2 separate regions of the Mus musculus genome follow, and region 2 is linked to region 1. A link is a contact called in public HiCAR-type data. All regions are on one chromosome and are shown on one strand. The core of a region is the stretch at or near the end of the contact, and the rest is flanking DNA. Distances in the headings are between cores, read along the strand shown.

The links. HiCAR-type assays count read pairs that join an accessible place to other places.
Region 2: a contact with region 1 is called in a HiCAR-type map of astrocytes, with 3 times the contacts expected there. The contact joins the promoter of Cbr3 here to the enhancer-like site in region 1. A contact is called at or near these places in 2 of 39 promoter capture datasets (embryonic stem cells and liver) and 5 of 115 datasets of contacts at active chromatin or transcription factors (astrocytes, embryonic hindbrain, embryonic stem cells and 1 more).

The regions. Positions count from the first base shown.
Region 1 is chr16:92,622,917-92,625,616 of GRCm38.p6, forward strand. All of the region lies in intron 6 of Runx1 (runt related transcription factor 1), which reads right to left. Among named protein-coding and RNA genes, the nearest start is that of Gm30224, 28 kb to the left of the region's middle. Within about 2 kb of position 1,290, at least 60 of the 459 cell types and tissues checked have an H3K27ac peak or open chromatin away from gene starts, as enhancers often do. A contact at or near this core is called in astrocytes and pancreatic cancer cells, where this site is marked.
Region 2 is chr16:93,681,788-93,684,487 of GRCm38.p6, forward strand. Cbr3 (carbonyl reductase 3) reads left to right here and starts at 1,432. Exons shown (of 3, transcript NM_173047.3): 1 at 1,432-1,826. The coding sequence starts at 1,538.

The DNA.
Region 1 (2,700 bases), core at 40-2,539:
CGGTCACATTAAGTGAACAGCTGAGACTTTATGAGGGTCCTTAACATGCCTTAGGGTGATGGTAGGCACCAAGAAAGGAGTGGCTATTCTTCTTTGGAATTGCAGAGGGTGGTGATGATGGATCTATTATTACCTGTACAATGTCAATCAGGGCCCAGCCTAGATTGAAGTCCGACCTAATCCAGGCTCTATCAAGCCACTAGGTGGCTTTGTTTCCTTTGGGGGGTCACCGCTACCTGCGCAGCTCCCAGATCTCTGTGCCAAGGGCTGTCACTGAGCCTACACTCGGGACCCTGGTGGGAGAGCAGAGGTCACCTCTACCCCAGCCCCATGGCCTGTGCGTGCTCAACCTTGTAGTCTAGCATTGTACTACTCACTTTGTTAAATGTTAGAGCTGCTTGGGAATTTCTAAGGTGGCTTAACGGACAGAACTCAGGCCCTGTCCCCTGTGTTCCTCTGACCAGGGTATTAAGCAGAGATTACAGCGTTCATTCTTCCGCAGAGTATTAAGAGAAATTCATATTCATGGGGACAGAAAAGAAGATCCAATGCAATATCCTCTAGAATATTCCCCAAAACAGAACAGATGATGCCGGTTGTGCTGTGGCTTGTACTGGCTCCAGGCATCTCTAGTATCTGGGTACCGCTCCACTGTTCCCTATTCCCGGACCAACAGTGCTCAGGCAACAAGAGAGCAAGGGCATGACTCTCCAGTCTGAGAGGTTGCAATGGAGACACCAGTTTGCCTCTTACTGTTGAGGCAAGTGGGCATACTCCCCTCCTGTGAGGAGGGGTCATTGCATCAGCCTGTGAGGTACTGTTAGGGTGAGATAGTATCTTGGCCTGACCATTAGCAGTTCAGTTGTAGTATGAAAAGGCAAGAGAGTCTCCCCTTGCTACCCTTTCAGGGAATGGTAGTGATGTCCAGAGTGAGGACTGCTTGGGCTTGTCCAGCACAGACTCTTTATCCTCACTGCCGGTGCTCCACATAGCAGAGACACCGCAAGGCTACCAGGAATAGGACTTGTCCCAGCCAGCCAGAGTTCCAGGGTGCAAACCGTGGTTCCCACAACCATGCGTGTGTGGTTCCGGTGGCTAAGTGCCAGCGCGGAGACGCAGCATGAGGGAGCGTCTCTTCCCTGAACACCACAGCTCCAGAGGGAGTCCGTACCCGCTCTGCAGAACGCAGGCTCATGGCAGGGTGGCGCTGTGCCTGCCAGGACACAGGGTCTGAAAGCTGAATTGCAAGCCAGGGATTCATTGTTCTTTGTCTTCTGAGGTGTGAGTCATGTCAAAGGGTTGTTCTTTCTTTAAGAGCCTTCATTCCACACTCTCAACTCACAGAAGAACATTCTGACACAGGGGAAATAGAAAAATTCCACAGAGGTGAAATGCCTAGCCCCCTTTGGTAAATGTTTGCAAGAGAGATCCAGTCAGTGTCTGCCCCCATGTTCTTCTCCTCGTGCGTTGTGTGTGTGTGTGTGTGTGTGTGTGTGTGGAGGGGTAGGTTCAGAGTTCTGGTCTGGTCTTAAATGTCTGTTCTCTCTGGCCTGAACCTGGGACACTGCTGTGTTTTCCTTTCCTACACACCAGACTTGTCCTCTTAGAATCAATTCCCCAAAGCAAAGCCCAAGAGAAGCACCTCAGAGAGCTGTGGGGTGGGGGCGGGGAACTCCCTCTCCCATCCTCTAGCCAGGCTATGCACAGGTCTCTCTCTGCATCAGAAGAATCTAATAAATAAGTCTAGGGTTTTCCTGCTTGGGGGTGGGGGGTGGTCAGCCTTTCATGATTCCTGGCTGTTCCTATCTGGGTTGTTCTAACACATCTTTCACAAGAACTGTCCTGTCTGACTGTCCATGCAATGGACATTAATCATTGCACTTCCATTTGATCTTCCATGGCCTCCCCACAGTACTAGAAACAATGGTAGATCAGAGAAGTGTATTCTCATAGGTCTTGTTGTCCACCTAGAAAGATGTAACCCTCACATACCTTACCATCCCTCTGCTGATGACCTCAAGATGACAGTGGGATGGGTGGCTAGGAATTATCATGAGCCATCCTATGGACCTACCAAACTCCAGCCTCTTTTCCATAGATGTGCCTTTTGGAGGCTCGGTGCTTATCACGCGCCATAAACACAAGGTTCCTCCTCCACGTGGACCCAGCAAATGTTCTCAGACCCAACTCTGTGTCCGAGGCTCCTAAATTTCTCAGATGCTTGCCATCAGCAATAGGGTGGGGAGACGGGGCCAAGAAACTTCCCCGCAGCAGGGGTCGTGTATTTCTACTCAAGCATTGGCTTGTTTAGGGTTCCCTGAGGTCTTCACTTCACTCTCAAACACTGAGGCACCAGACAGTTCTCGCTTCTATGTTTCCCCGCCTGTAATCTCTCATTTTCGTGGGAGAACCACAGGAGGGGGACTCACTCACTTACATTTGCGGCCCCTTTGCACACCCCAAGTAACTGACCTTGATCTGAACTAATTGGGATGGCAATGGATTAATAACACAGGTTGGTGAGGTAGAGTCTGCCATGCAGGGGAGACCTTTGAAGATAAGAGTCACGCGTGCTTTCATAAAGTAATCCCTGGTGCTCTGAACAAAGGACACAAACTAATAAAGGCAGACTCATTTGGGGGCACCCTCCACTCACAGAGGAATTCCACCCCGTGCTCTGATTCAGAGAGGCAAACGGAA
Region 2 (2,700 bases), core at 182-2,681, 1.1 Mb after region 1:
AGAAAAAGTTGTCCCGGACTCTGTAAATGTTACTCCCATTGCTGCCTTGATCACATAACCAAAGAAAAAGCGATTTAAGAGCGGGTTTATCCTGGCTCACAGTTCGAGAGTCCAACACTGTGGGGTCCTAACCACATGAGCATAAGACAGATGGTCAAACTGTGTGTGGGGGTTGGGAGGAAGGGGGCGGGGTTCCCGTGTATGCAGAGGTCAGAGGTTGACAAATGTCTTCTGCTATTCATCTCTTCCTGATTCTTTGAGGCAGGGTCTCTCACTTGAACCAGACCTTGCAGACTTGGCTAATCAGCTCGCCTCCGGAAATCCTGCTTCTGGGGTCACACAGCAGCCACACTGCCCCACGTTGTGTGGAGCGGGGATTTGAACTCTAGTCCTCATAACCTTCACCCACGGAGCCAGCTCCACAGCCTTGGCCCAGCTCACTTTCTCCGTTTCATTCAGTCCAGCATCCCAGTCCCTGGAACGGTACTGAGCTTAGGGTGGGCCTCCTACCCCAGTCAGCCTAACTGAGAAACTCCCTCAGAGACAGGCTGAGAGAGAGGTCTGTCTCCTAGATCCTCTCAAGTTAACATCACAGGCAGGCTAGGCCCCCACAGAGCTCACCTTCCTCACCTCATTTGAAACAGAAGGTGGAGTCCGTAATAAGAGGCTAAGGCAGTTTGGCCGGATCAGCTCGGGAAACGCTGAATCACTGTGAGTGAGGACTTAATTGTCCTTCAACCTCACAATCCCTAGCCAAGTAGGATCAGCACAGACTCGATTCCACCCAAGAAGGGAGGAGGTCTGATTGCGTGCCCACACTTAGACACGCCTGGAATTTTGTTCGTAGGTTCAGCATCTCCTTGGGAGATGACTCGCATAGACTGAGACCAATGCAGATCTATCTGCATACCCAGTACACTTGGAATAAACCAAAGACCGGCACTGAGGACTCCCGTACTACTCAAAACAGTTCGATAAACATGAGCCTTCTCTCCCACGTGGGGGCGCACCGAGACCTCCAGCCGCGAGGGCTCGCCCACACCTGTTCAGTCTACTCCCAGGCACTGTTCCCTGAAGTCCCTGAGCAAACCGCGGGGTGTGTTAAGTAATCTCAGAGCGAGTTCCGCAGAAGCAAACATTTGCATTCTGCAGAGAACGACGGGTTCTCGCCCAAGAAAATTACGGAGCATTTGTTTTCCTCCTTTTGAAGTTTCCCCAAAATAGTTGTTTCAATCCGACTGCCACGAGTCCTGCTGACCCCTTCCTTTGGGAGCAGCGCTTGTCCCTGACCACTGCTTAGCTCGGAACCAGGATCTCTACACTGGCCGGCGGGCGGGCGGGCAGGCGAGCGGGAGGAGGCGGACCCTTCGGGAACAGACGGCTCCTCCTCAGAGGGGAGGGACAGGCTTCTCAAGGCCTTGCTCTCTAGCAGTCGCAGCGCCGGGTCCCAGAATCTAGTCCTACGCCACGGTTTTGACCACGCGTGACCCGCTGCCCAGCCGGCCCGGCCATCAGGTGGTCCGTGTGTCCCTCTGACATGTCGTCCTGCAGCCGCGTGGCCCTGGTAACTGGGGCTAACAAAGGCATCGGCTTTGCGATCACGCGTGACCTGTGTCGGAAATTCTCCGGGGACGTGGTGCTCACGGCGCGGGACGAGGCGCGGGGCCGCGCGGCGGTGCAGCAGCTGCAGGCGGAGGGCCTGAGCCCACGCTTCCACCAGCTGGACATCGACGACCCGCAGAGCATCCGTGCGCTGCGCGACTTTCTGCGCAAGGAGTACGGGGGACTTAACGTGCTGGTCAACAACGCGGGCATCGCCTTTAGAAGTAGGTGTGGGGCTCCAGGAGGAGGTGTCCCGGGGTTTTCCGAGGGTGCTGGGCAGTGAGCCTCTGGGATCCGGAGGCTGCGCCATCCCGCCTGGGTGCACCCGGCTCGCGCTCTGCGTGGCGAGTTCCCCCGTGCGGTGACTCGGGTGCGGGCCCGCCCAGGCACCCCACTCCATGCCCGACCCGGCCGGCGGCCTGTGCGGGCCTGTGCTCCGCCGGAGGCCCTCCTTGGAACTTTCAGCTGCGCCTGTTTGGAAGAAAACCGGTCTCTTGGGAGGGGACCACGCCTTGTCAAGCTCATCAGCTTTCTGTCCCACGCACGAAGGCTTTTCTCAGAGAAGGGTCTTCCAAAAAAATAGGGTTGGAGCTTTCGCTTCGCGTGAAACAAGGGCGAATTCATAGATGCCAGTAGATATCTGCTGAGGACAGGAAATGGGTCGCCCGGACACAATTAGCGCCCTGGCACGATAGTGGGTTTCCTACCCGCTTTAATGGAGCGTTTTGAGAGGCTCTGGCAAAAAGGAAGCGAGCTCTGCTTCCCTCCTCCTCGGGGAACTAGGTTTGTTATTAAACTTGCAAGTGCGGTTTGGAAATCATCTTCCTTTAGGGGAAAAAAAACCCAAAAAAACAAAACAAGATCGCTTACTCTAACAAATGTCCAATTAGCAAAATTATCCAGTTGCCATGTGCTGGAACTGAAACAAACATTCCAGCTTCACTGAAAATGCTGAGAGAGCCGGAGACTAACGAGGGAGGGAGACTATTGTGCAGCCGAAAACTCTCCAGTTGGCCCTGGACACCCATAGGCGCCTTGCGTGAGAGCCAAGACACCCTTGTACCCGCACTTCCAAACTCTGGCATGTGGGCTTTGGGG